Regions from separate parts of the Zea mays genome. Here region 2 is linked to region 1. A link is a contact called in public Hi-C data. All regions are on one chromosome and are shown on one strand. The core of a region is the stretch at or near the end of the contact, and the rest is flanking DNA. Distances in the headings are between cores, read along the strand shown.

Region 1 (5,456 bases), core at 1,640-4,139:
GCGCTCAGACTTCGATTTTGGACTTTTGGCCTGGCTCCGCCACTCCCGGCCCCAGTGACAGACTGATAGTGCGACCTGTCCCAGAGATGGCGCAAGCGCAAGGAGGAAGGGGCTGACGACCTATACTGTCTACAAGAAGAAGAGGATGCTAACGAGCCAGGGTCTACTTATCATTCAGAAAATTTGAATGTAACACTTAAACCCTTGTATCACCTGCTTATGCAGCTTTATTAAAAAACTCCTAACAATCTATGGTTACATCCACAGTTGGATCATGATCTTACGGATTAAGAGATTTAATTTGCTTGCGCGCTTGAACATGAGAAATGCTTGTACAGGATCCACTTAAGGGCTTGTTCGGTTAGCTCTCAATCCATGTGGATTGAGTGGGATTGGATGGGTTTGAATCCCAAACAAGTCAAACTTCTTTTCAATTTTTTCCAATCCCATCCAATCCATGTGTATTAGGAATAACCGAACAAGCCCTAAAAGTTTTCTCTAGAAGCCATAGCTGCTTAGCCAAACGGTTTTTGACTTTCTCTCAGCACATACTACAAAGCAATCACAACAGCTCTTTCAAAAGCCATAGCTCGACCAAACACAACTAGTTCATCATTCGCTTTAGATATTGTACTTGTCAAATTATCATCACAACAAGTTTGAACGCAAGAATTCCTAGTTTTATTTGTTACATTTGGTCAGAGCTACTTAGACCTGTGAAATGAAGTCAGCTAGAAGGTTTATCCTTCAAAAATCCAACTTAACACCTAATACTTCCTCTTTACTGTTTTTACCCTTTTGTACCAAGTTTGTGCATACATGAAACCCATGAATGTAAAGGTAGTGAGGCAATCCATGTCAAGTTACTTGTCAAATTGGTACCATTGAGACAAAAAGGCCACATAAAAATAGAAAGTAGCAGTCAGCAATCAGTTGGGCAATTTGCATCCCCCTATATGATAGATAGCAGCTGTCAAGTTGGAGCATCTGCCGTAAAGAAAGAAAGCTGGTGGTAGGAGGAAAGAGTGGGGTTTGCTACACGTGACCACCACGGGCTCGTGATGAGCGACAAGCAAGCTTTTTTTTCCCTTTCCTTATCAAGAAGGGGAGCAAGTGAAGTACAGATACGATGGATGGGATAGGGAAGCGTCTTGCGTTAAGCAGTTACCTAAGGAAAGCCATTGACTAAAAAAGAGACGCCAGAGGATACCGAGCAGGCCACAGCTGGCATAATATTGCGTATGAATCTTTCGACATGAATGACATTATTGAGCCATGAAGCATTGACTAACGGAGACATTAGAGAATACAGAACAAACAACAGCTGGTACGCTAGGCATGTGGATCTCTAGGAATCAGCTTATGTTACGAAAATAGAGGAATTCAAATGTTTTGTTCTTCGTTTTGGACAGTAATTGGGTGATTGTCCTTCTGAAGGGAGAGAATAAAATGGAGGCAAAGCAGTAACGCCAAAATGATATAGTATATCTATATTTATATCTATACTTATATACTGTATACTCCATCACTTTAAATAAATCTAGAGCCACTCCAATAAATACACATAAAAAGTCAACACATTAAAAATAAACGTACAAGATCCTAAATTAACTTCTCATTTCTCTTACTCGCATCCATCTCGCATCCATCGGACGATATTCTTCAGATCATCACTCATCCCCACACTCCCATCCCACAAACACCACGGTCGGGACGCTTTCTTTCCTTATTTATTTTATCTTTCATTCCTTTATTTTCTTTATTTCCTTTCCTTCTTTCTTTCCTTTGTTTTCTTTATTCTTCGCCTTCAATCAAGTACACAATGTCAATCATATACAATTTACTTTCTTTATTTTCTCTTTATGCTGTCGCCTGCCATGCTAAATAGGGATATAAATGGTACGAATATTATCTGTACATATTCGCATTCGATCCATCTAAAAGGGCTAAGATCCCGTATCCGAGTCCTGATATTCAGTAACCAATTCGTATTCAATTTATATTTGTATCCATATAATCAAAGCTGGGTATTGTAATTGTTAGCATGGGTGAATGATAAGCCTACTAGAAGCGCACAAGCACAACCAGCGAGCGTAAATTCTACTCATGCCGAAGAAGAGCAAGTCTCCATGGAAAAATTTAAAAACAGCTAGTGAAACACAGGTTTCGCACTGAGAATGCGTCCTATCCGAGCGAAAACCCAACACGGAGATCGCCAACAAAAACATCGAACACGCAGGGCGCGTTATACTACCAATAGCATGCATTTGAATTCCCAACTAACTAAACGCAAGGCAGAAATTACCAGCACGCCCAAATCCCCGATCAAAAGCAAGCATTCAAACCGGGGCGTTTTTCTTCTATCGATTGAAACCACATCACAATTGAGAAAAAAAACTCAAAACGCTCGTATCTCAATCTCACCTTGGAGGAGTGCAAGGAGGAGGACTTGCCCCCGGACTTGGACCGGCGGATCGCACCCGCCGGGGTGTTCGGCCCCGACTCGCCCGGCGCCGCCACCGCCACCGCGGCATCCCGCCGACAACCGCCCGCGCCCGACTGCGCCGGCTGGACATTTCCACCTCCTGCCGCGGGCGCGTGCACGCAGAGGCGAAGGCCCAGCGCCTGCCTGACCTTCCTCCACGCACCCTCCATCGCTTCAAAGCACAAACCAAACCGCCTCCTCCCGGCCGGGCCAACCGGCTCGCAGACTACTGCTCGCGGGGACGTGGCGTGGGGCTCTACACCGCCACCCGCCTACGGATTATACGATGGCTGCCGATAGGAGTGCGGGGAGAGGAAGCGGCGGCAGGTTTTGGAGGGGAGCAGAGCCGACATGGGAGGTAGTGGAGCTGTGGAGGTGGAGCGTTTGAGGTGCGGGTGCGGCTCGTGTCTTGTTTTGACTCGTCTCTCTCGTGGCCGCGGGAGGAAGCGTACAAGGAGGAGTAACGGAACCAGCTGGGTGTTTGAATTAAGAGACGTGTTAGCGTGGAGGGTTCGTTGGCGGTGCCGGCGGGCGGCGGCGGTGATGGGCCCGCCTAGTTGGAACCGTGGGCCTTTTTAGCCATCTTGGCTGGGCCTCGGTCCCTCGCTTTAAAATACAAAGCCGAAGGTTAGTTTGACAATCTCATTTTTCAATACATTTTTATCTTCAAACTCCATTTTTTAAGAGATTCCTATTTTTATAAGTGAAAATAAAATAATTTCCCTTAAAAAATAAAAATCTATAAAGAAAATGGAGTTCTCAAACTAACTAGACTGATTTGGTGATCAAGAATTATTGGGAGAAGAAATTCTCTTGCTATTTAGGGCTAGTTTGGGAACTATATTTTCCTATGGTATTTTCATTTTCCAAGGAAAATTAGTTCATTTTCCCTTGGAAAAATGGAAATCCCCTAGAAAAATGGTGTTCCCAAACTACCCCTTATTTTTAAATTTTAAAGGGATTTCTCTCCATAGATCTTCTCGTGATCCCTAATCATTAAATCAGTCATAAAATAAATTAGTTTATTTTTCTTTAAAAAATAGAAATCTCTTAAAAATAGGGTTTTCAAACCCTTATATATTTTCAAACTTATATATATATAATGTAAAACAACCAGTCAACCATGGCGTAAAAAAGGTAAAAAAAAACAGCGTGGTATAACCGTATTAGAGCATCTCCAAGAGCTCTTCATAAAACGACTCCTCAAAATCAGTTTTAAGGGACATTTAAATAATAAGTGAGGGGTAAATTTTAATCCTTTCTCCAACAGATCCCTTAAAGCAGCAGTTTGTTTCTGGGGAGCCTAAAAAACCCCTCATTTGTAGCTACAAATGAGGGAGTTTTAAGGGCTATGAAAAAGTTGGGGCGCTTTAGGGGAACTGTTGAAAACATGTTTTTGTGTTTTTCCCAAAAAAATAGATTTATGAGAGACTTCTGGGGAGCTTTTGGAGATGCTCTAACCTGCAGTGCAGGTTGCTTGTGATCTGATCGCCAAACGGTGATTTTCTTGTTACATTTGTACGACTCACGAAATAGAAAATTAAGCAGGACAATTCATTGTATCCTCATTGAAGCAACAGCATGATACATGGACGTGTGTCTCTGGTCAAAATATGCTCATCTTGGTGTTTGGTTGATTATTGAATTAAGGCTCGCGGCACTGGTACAAGCATTCGCAACAGATGAGCAAACGGACCCACCGCACGGCACGGCATGGCCCCGTGCTAGTCATCGACTGTTAGTGTAATGTCGTCTCATTAAAAACTGTCGGCGTTTCGACTCTGGGTTTTTTTTTACCGACGAGTAAATTGTCGCTGCGTGTCCCAGCCCAGATGGGTCGGCACGAGACGGAACACAAAAGGGGGAAAGACAGCAAAGAGGAACCCGCGGCCTTCGTGTTGTCCTGCGCCTAGTACGGATGCGCTTGCAGTAGGGGGTTACAAGCGTTCGCGAAGGAGAGAGAGAGAGATAGACTGTCCGCCAGCCCATTCTCCCGCGCGGCCAACCCTCTCGTACGAGAGCCCTGGACCTTCCTTTTATAGGCGTAAGGAGAGGGCCCAGGTGTACAATGGGGGGTGTAGCAGTGTGCTAACGTGTCTAGCAGAGAGGAGCCAGAGCCCTAAGTACATGTCGTCGTGGCAGTCGAAGAGGTTTTGGCGCCCTGTTCATGTGATGTCGTGGCCGTCGGAGGAGTGCTTGAGCCCTGTGGAAGTACAGCTGTCGGAGCTGTTGGATCCTTGCTGACGTCTCCTTGCTTCCGTAAGGGGCTGAGAGCCGCCATCGTCATGGAGCACGTGGGGTGCCATCATTACTTGTTTACCGGGGCGAGCCAGATGGGACGCCGGTCTTGTTCCCCGTAGCCTGAGCTAGCTAGGAGTAGGGTAATGATGGCCCCCCTGTGACGTGGTCGGTCCGAGCACTGGGGTCGGGCGAGGCGGAGTCTGTCTTCCGAGGTCGAGGTCGAGTCCGAGCCCTAGGGTCGGGCGAGGCGGAGTCCGTCTTCCGAGGTCGAGGTCGAGTCCGAGCCCCAGGGTCGGGCGAGGCGGAGTCCGTCTTCCGAGGTCGAGGTTGAATCCGAGCCCTGGGGTCGGGCGAGGCGGAGTCCGTCTTTCGAGGTCGAGGTTGAGTCCGAGCCCTGAGGTCAGGCGAGGCGGAGTCCGTCTTCTGAGGTCAAGGTTGAGTCCGAGCCCTGGGGTCGGTCGAGGCGGAGTCCGTCGTCCCGCGTCGAGGTTGAGCCCGAGCTCTGGGGTCGGGTGACGCGGAGCTTCCTATGGCGCCCGAGGCTGGACTTAGCTGCTGTCAGCCTCACTCTGTCGAGTGGCACAGCAGTCGGAGCGGGGCAGACGACGTTGTTTTCCTGTCAGGTCGGTCAGCGGAGCGGCGAAGTGACTGTGGTCACTTCGGCCCTGTCGACTGAGGAGCACGCGTCAGGATAAGGTGTCAGGCGATCCTTGCATTAAATGCTCCTGCG
Region 2 (5,456 bases), core at 1,840-4,339, 150 kb after region 1:
GACCGCTGCGCACCAAGGCGAGGCACAACTTCTACCGGCTGGGGGAGCATGAGCGAGCACGGTTGCCCCTCCGACGACGGCATCGTCCAAGGAAGCGACCCTGTGACCGTCCGCAGATTTTTTTAACCAAAAGGGCAACCATCACGGGTCACGAGGGTCGCCACTCAACAAGGATGACTACATCCCAACAGAGCAACGCCAAAAAAGGGATCAAGGATCTACGTTACCGTTACACAGAAATCCAGACTTACAACCTTATTTAGATCAACTAAGCCTTACTAGACGCTTACTTAATTGTCTACAACCGATCAATCTCAGCTGCCTGGAATCAACCATAACCGATCAAAGGCAAGCTAACTGACAACACACGCCTAGAAAATCAGAAGACCAAGCAGATTGTGAGACAAAAACACAGTCACCACATGATACTTCTTGTCACTGGAGCCCACCCGTGCGCACGATTAAACACCTCTCTTGTCGTCTCTGTGATTCGCTTATTTCCTGCTTGCAACGTCTTTTTTGTTCTCTTTGTCTGCATTGGTGCCCAATTATCCAAAAGAAAACAACACATGAAGATTACATCAGTGGGGTCATCATGGAGCTTTTTATTAAAGCAAATGGAATTTCTGGACTTCCAGATCGCCCATAGAATGGCCCCGCACCCAACCACAACAAATTTTCTATACCCCTTATCAAAGTTCCTAAGCCACACCTCAGTTAGATGCTCCACATCTGTCAGGGTTGTAGGCAAATGAAGTGCAATCTGAATTAGTCGTCAAATGAATCGAGCTACTGAGAATTCAAAAAACAAATGCTTAGTAGATTCAAACAACCCACAAAAGACGCAATCAGAGACCCAGACCAGTTTCTTTTAATCAAATTTTCCTCTGAGAGAATTCTGTTCTTGATAATCAACCATAAAAATATCTTGATTTTGTGGAGGATTTTGATTTTCCATAGAAATCTGTAAGGGACTTTTACTCCCTCACAACTAATCCAATTATATAAGGATTTAGTAGAGAAGCCATTTTTACCAAGAGTACAATTAACACGATTCATTTCTTGGGTCAAATGAATACCAGAGCACATTCTCTTTAAATTTTCAAACATGACAACATTTTCACCTACCAAATGCCTTCTAAAATTCAACCCCTGAAAAGTAAAAGAGATCACTTGGTCTACCCTGATTTTTTTGTCAAAGGTTAGATCAAATAACCTTTTGAACTTGACTCTAAAAGGAGAATCCCCACACCAGATATCTAGCCAAAAACATGTATGGGTTCCATTCCCCACTTTTTTGTGCAAAATTTATGAAACGAATCTTTATTCTCCAAGAGCCCCCTCCAAAACTGAGATATATTTTGTTTTTCCACCACAACCAAGGGATTGTCTTTTATATATTTATGCCTGATAATCTTTTCCCACAGTCCATCCGAAGTCTCCAACCTCCATAACCATTTGGTCAACAGGCTAATGTTCATGTTTCTCAGATCAAGAATTCCCAAACCCCCTTGATCTTTTGGGGAGCACACTGTCGGCCAATTAACCAAATGATATTTCCTAGTGTTATCTCCACCTTGCCAAAGCATTCTTTTTCTAAAAGTATCACAATTTTTTAGGACAAGCTTAGGGGCCAAGAATAAGGATGCATGTATAGGGGGAGGTTTGATAGACTCCTATTAATCAAAGTCACTCTCCCCCAATGCTAAGAAATCTACTTTTCCACATTCCTAATTTTTTGTTCATTTTTTCATCAGTTAAAGCCCATTTTGTATTGCTTAACTTCTTACAGTCAATGGGAATTCCCAAATATTTCATTGGGAGGAAATTTACAGGACAAGTAAAAATATCTGAATAAAGTTATTTGACCTGTAAAGCACTACCAAAATAGAATATTTCACTTTTGTGAAAATTGATTTTTGATCCTGACATCTGTTCAAAAAGAATGAGAATAAACTTCAAATTTCTGGCCATTTTTAAATCATCTTGCAACAAAAAACTGTGTCATCTGCCTATTGCAGACTGATTACCCCTTTTTCGATAATGCGAGGAACCATGCCCACGAGGAGACCATCATTTTGAGTTTTTTTAACCAAACATGCTAGTCCATCCGCCACAATGTTAAAGAGGAGAGGAGAGAAAGGATCCCCTTGCCTGACCCCTTTATGCGTATTGAAATAAGGACCAATTGTATCATTAGTCCTAACGGCCACTTTTTCACCCCTCACTGTTTTCATTACCCAATCACACCATTTCTCTCCAAAGCCTTTTTTATCTAACATTTGGTATAAAAACTATCAATTGACTTTATCATATGCTTTTTTAAAATCAATTTTGAACATTATTCCACTTTGTTTTTCCTTTTTACCTCATGAAGAATCTCATGTAAAGTTACTATACTATCCAAGATGTACCTCCCCTTGAGGAAGCCTGACTGCGAATTACTAATGACCTTAGTAATGCATGATACCAGCCTGTTATTAAGGTTTTTTGTGATAAATTTGTAGCTCACATTTGATAGGCAAATTGGTCTATAGTTTTTTAATTCTTTTGCTTCCTCGGTCTTAGGAAGTAAGGTGATTATAGCATAGTTTAGTCTTTCTATGGGAAGCACACCTTTCTGGAAGTCTTCAAAATTGCCGCGGCAGGGCATGCCTCGCGTTTCTGGTCTCGGTCTTGAATTGTATAGCTGCTGCTTGACGAGATTTTGGTGCCTGTTGCGAACAACACTTCGTTTCTGGACAGTGGACACCTGACGTATTCGAATGCATATTGGCCCAGACCAGAGAAGCTAAATTCTCAGTTTTTTTAAACATATATGGGACGAGGGAAAAATCGATCGAGGCTGTCAGATTTGCGATCCTATACTGCTGACAAACACAGGCAATTGCCGTGAGCACTAGCTGCACTACCAATCTACCGTCACCGTTCTGATGAGCACAGACAACTAGCGAAATGCACGATCACCCAGTGCCCAGTGGTAACTGGGCCCAACTGCCAGCGTAGTGGGGCCCACAAGCAGACACAGAGCCCTCGAGCAGGCCAGCGCAAGTGGCGCAACGCAATCATGTACCGTGGGCTCGTGGCGCGCGCCTTCTCTCTTCACCCTCACCACTCGAAGTCTCTCGAACAGACGAGCGGCGAGCGCTTCTCCTCGCTAGAAGCGACAGCGAAGTGAACATAACCAAAACGACGGCAATCGCCGAGTCCATATGGCCTCGATCAGTGCTCCCGCAGTAGCATGCCGCGTCGCGCCGGCGCGCGCAACAACCTCGGTTCTTCCCGCGCACTCGCGGCGGCCGGGATGCAGGTCGGTGGTGTGGCGGTGCTGGGCCGCGACGAGGGGGAGACGGAGGCGGTGGGCAGGGCTGCGGGCAAGGTGCCGCATAAGCTGCGACGTCAGCCAGCCGTCAGCCGTGCAGCCAGATTCTGAGAGCTCTGGGGAGGGATTGGTGGCGCAGGACGACGGGCCGCGGCGGCCGCCATTCGACATCAACCTCGCCGTCGTGCTCGCCGGGTTCGCGTTTGAAGCCTATACCAGTCCTCCGGTGAGCACTTTGCTCCCGTCACAACCTACTCGTCCCTATCCTTGAACTGGACTAGTCCAAGCCGGTGGTGGAGGCAACCGCCATGGATTAGCTTACGTGGCACGATTGGTCGTCGTATTTCACAGGCAGATGTGGGCTGGCGCGAAACTGATGCGGCTGACTGTCAGACAGTGTTCCTGTCCGAGTAAGTCCTAGGCCCACCCTTCTTTACAGAGCTTGGACCAATTGTTGTAGCTATATGGTGCTAATTGCTAAGCCGTTACTGTAAATGTTATGAATGATGTACCCATGCCACAACTATTGCAGTGTGTTTCTTCGTGAAGTATACGATGGACGGCTTGTCGTCAGGCTGAAGAAAGGCATAAACCTTCCTGCAATGGATCCATGGGTATGATGATGCGTAGTTGTGCATGCTGCTGAATAGTCATTATATTTATATTAAGCCGCATTCTCTAGTGGATCACTACAACGTTTTTATGTTTGGAGTTATTAATCAAAGTGCTACTTTTCTACTCTAACAATTCCCTTAGCCAATTCTTTTGTTTTCAGGGTACTAGTGATCCTTATGTAATTCTACAACTGAATGGCCAAACTGCAAAAAGCCAAATTAAATGGGCGTGAGTTACTCATACTTTTTTTTTGTGTATGCTGGGTCTGGGTGTGCTATTATAAATAAGAATTTCCTTTACATATGCAAATTAAATTGACTTATGCACTATATAATGAGTGTTTTATTTCATTCGGGATAACATGACACTTGTGGGTATTCTGTTTTGAGCAAAATGGCCTCTAGCTGAGTTAGTTTGGTGGCTTGAGTAGTGTTAGAGTAGACGCACTAACTAAATGAACCCAAAAGATTAAGCTATTAAAAAGTGGTGAGCAATACACTTTCACACTTCAACACAGGAGGACTTAAGTTGCATTTACACAGGGGCGGAGCTACAACTAGTTACCGGTGTCAGCTGACACCGATAGATTTTAGAAAATATAGTGTAAAGTACTGTTTAAATATTGTTTTTAATGTTGATGACACTCATATAAAATGATCTTGACACCGACAAATCTCAAGGCTGGCTTTGCCGCTGATTTACTAGGATCGAACTCGAGAACTTTGACTTAGATACCATATTAAGTTACATACCAATAAGTTCAGCCTAAAAGGTTATGCTAATGGGAAATCTTAAGTCATTGGAGAAAGGTAGGTAATCCACTTATACACTTTAATTTTAACAAGTAGCACTCCTTAGGTCATCAATTCAACTCTACATGGGATCAAATTTTCAAGTTGGGGTTAAAAATCCACTCTTTCGTTCCACGCCAAAGCATAGGTCTAAGGCCTGATTCTTTTCTTGGAAAGCGAGGGAGAGCTGCGATTCATTAATTATAGAGAGGAAAAAAGGTTCCCAAACAACCTCCCTCTCATACGGGAACCAATTATGAGGGGCGGAAAATACACCCAACTAGCTACAGGACATAAACCACAAAACCCGACCACACCCCAACAAATTAGGTTGCCCCTTTTAGACCTAGGCCTTGGAGTTTTTTAGCTCCCGCCATGCACCACAAGCTGTGCTCATCCTTTAATATCCTAATCCTAATTATTCTCACATAGGCTGTGATGTCGCTATGTATGGGCGGGGCAAGGGTTCGGGGGTTTCTCGCCTTATGTGAGAATGTTTTATTTTTTAATGCAATGCTCGGGACAGTCTTACCCCTCGCTGGTCGAGTTTTTTGGATGATTTTCTAGAGAAAACTTGAATATTTCTAGTCCTTTGCATTGTTGATTCGAAGTGTGATTTCATGAATTGATCACTGTAGGACAAAGGAGCCAACATGGAATGAAGATTTCACGTTTAACATTAGAAAATCTCGTGAAAATCTTCTGCAGGTATCAAGAAGTTATAACTT

What was found. A called contact is a pair of places that touch in the nucleus more often than the background predicts.
Region 2: a Hi-C map of ear shows a contact between it and region 1, with 4 times the contacts expected there. The contact joins the promoter of LOC103641836 here to the promoter of LOC100191428 in region 1. A contact is called at or near these places in 9 of 25 Hi-C or Micro-C datasets (bundle sheath, ear, endosperm and 3 more) and 1 of 3 datasets of contacts at active chromatin or transcription factors (leaf).

What each region holds. Positions count from the first base shown.
Region 1 is chr10:132,317,483-132,322,938 of Zm-B73-REFERENCE-NAM-5.0, forward strand. LOC100191428 reads right to left here and starts at 2,890. Exons shown (of 2, transcript NM_001136861.1): 1 at 2,425-2,890. The coding sequence starts at 2,655.
Region 2 is chr10:132,468,789-132,474,244 of Zm-B73-REFERENCE-NAM-5.0, forward strand. It overlaps LOC103641836, which reads left to right and starts at 3,090. Exons shown (of 17, transcript XR_004853289.1): 1 at 3,090-3,548; 2 at 3,674-3,732; 3 at 3,855-3,936; 4 at 4,098-4,165; 5 at 5,367-5,436.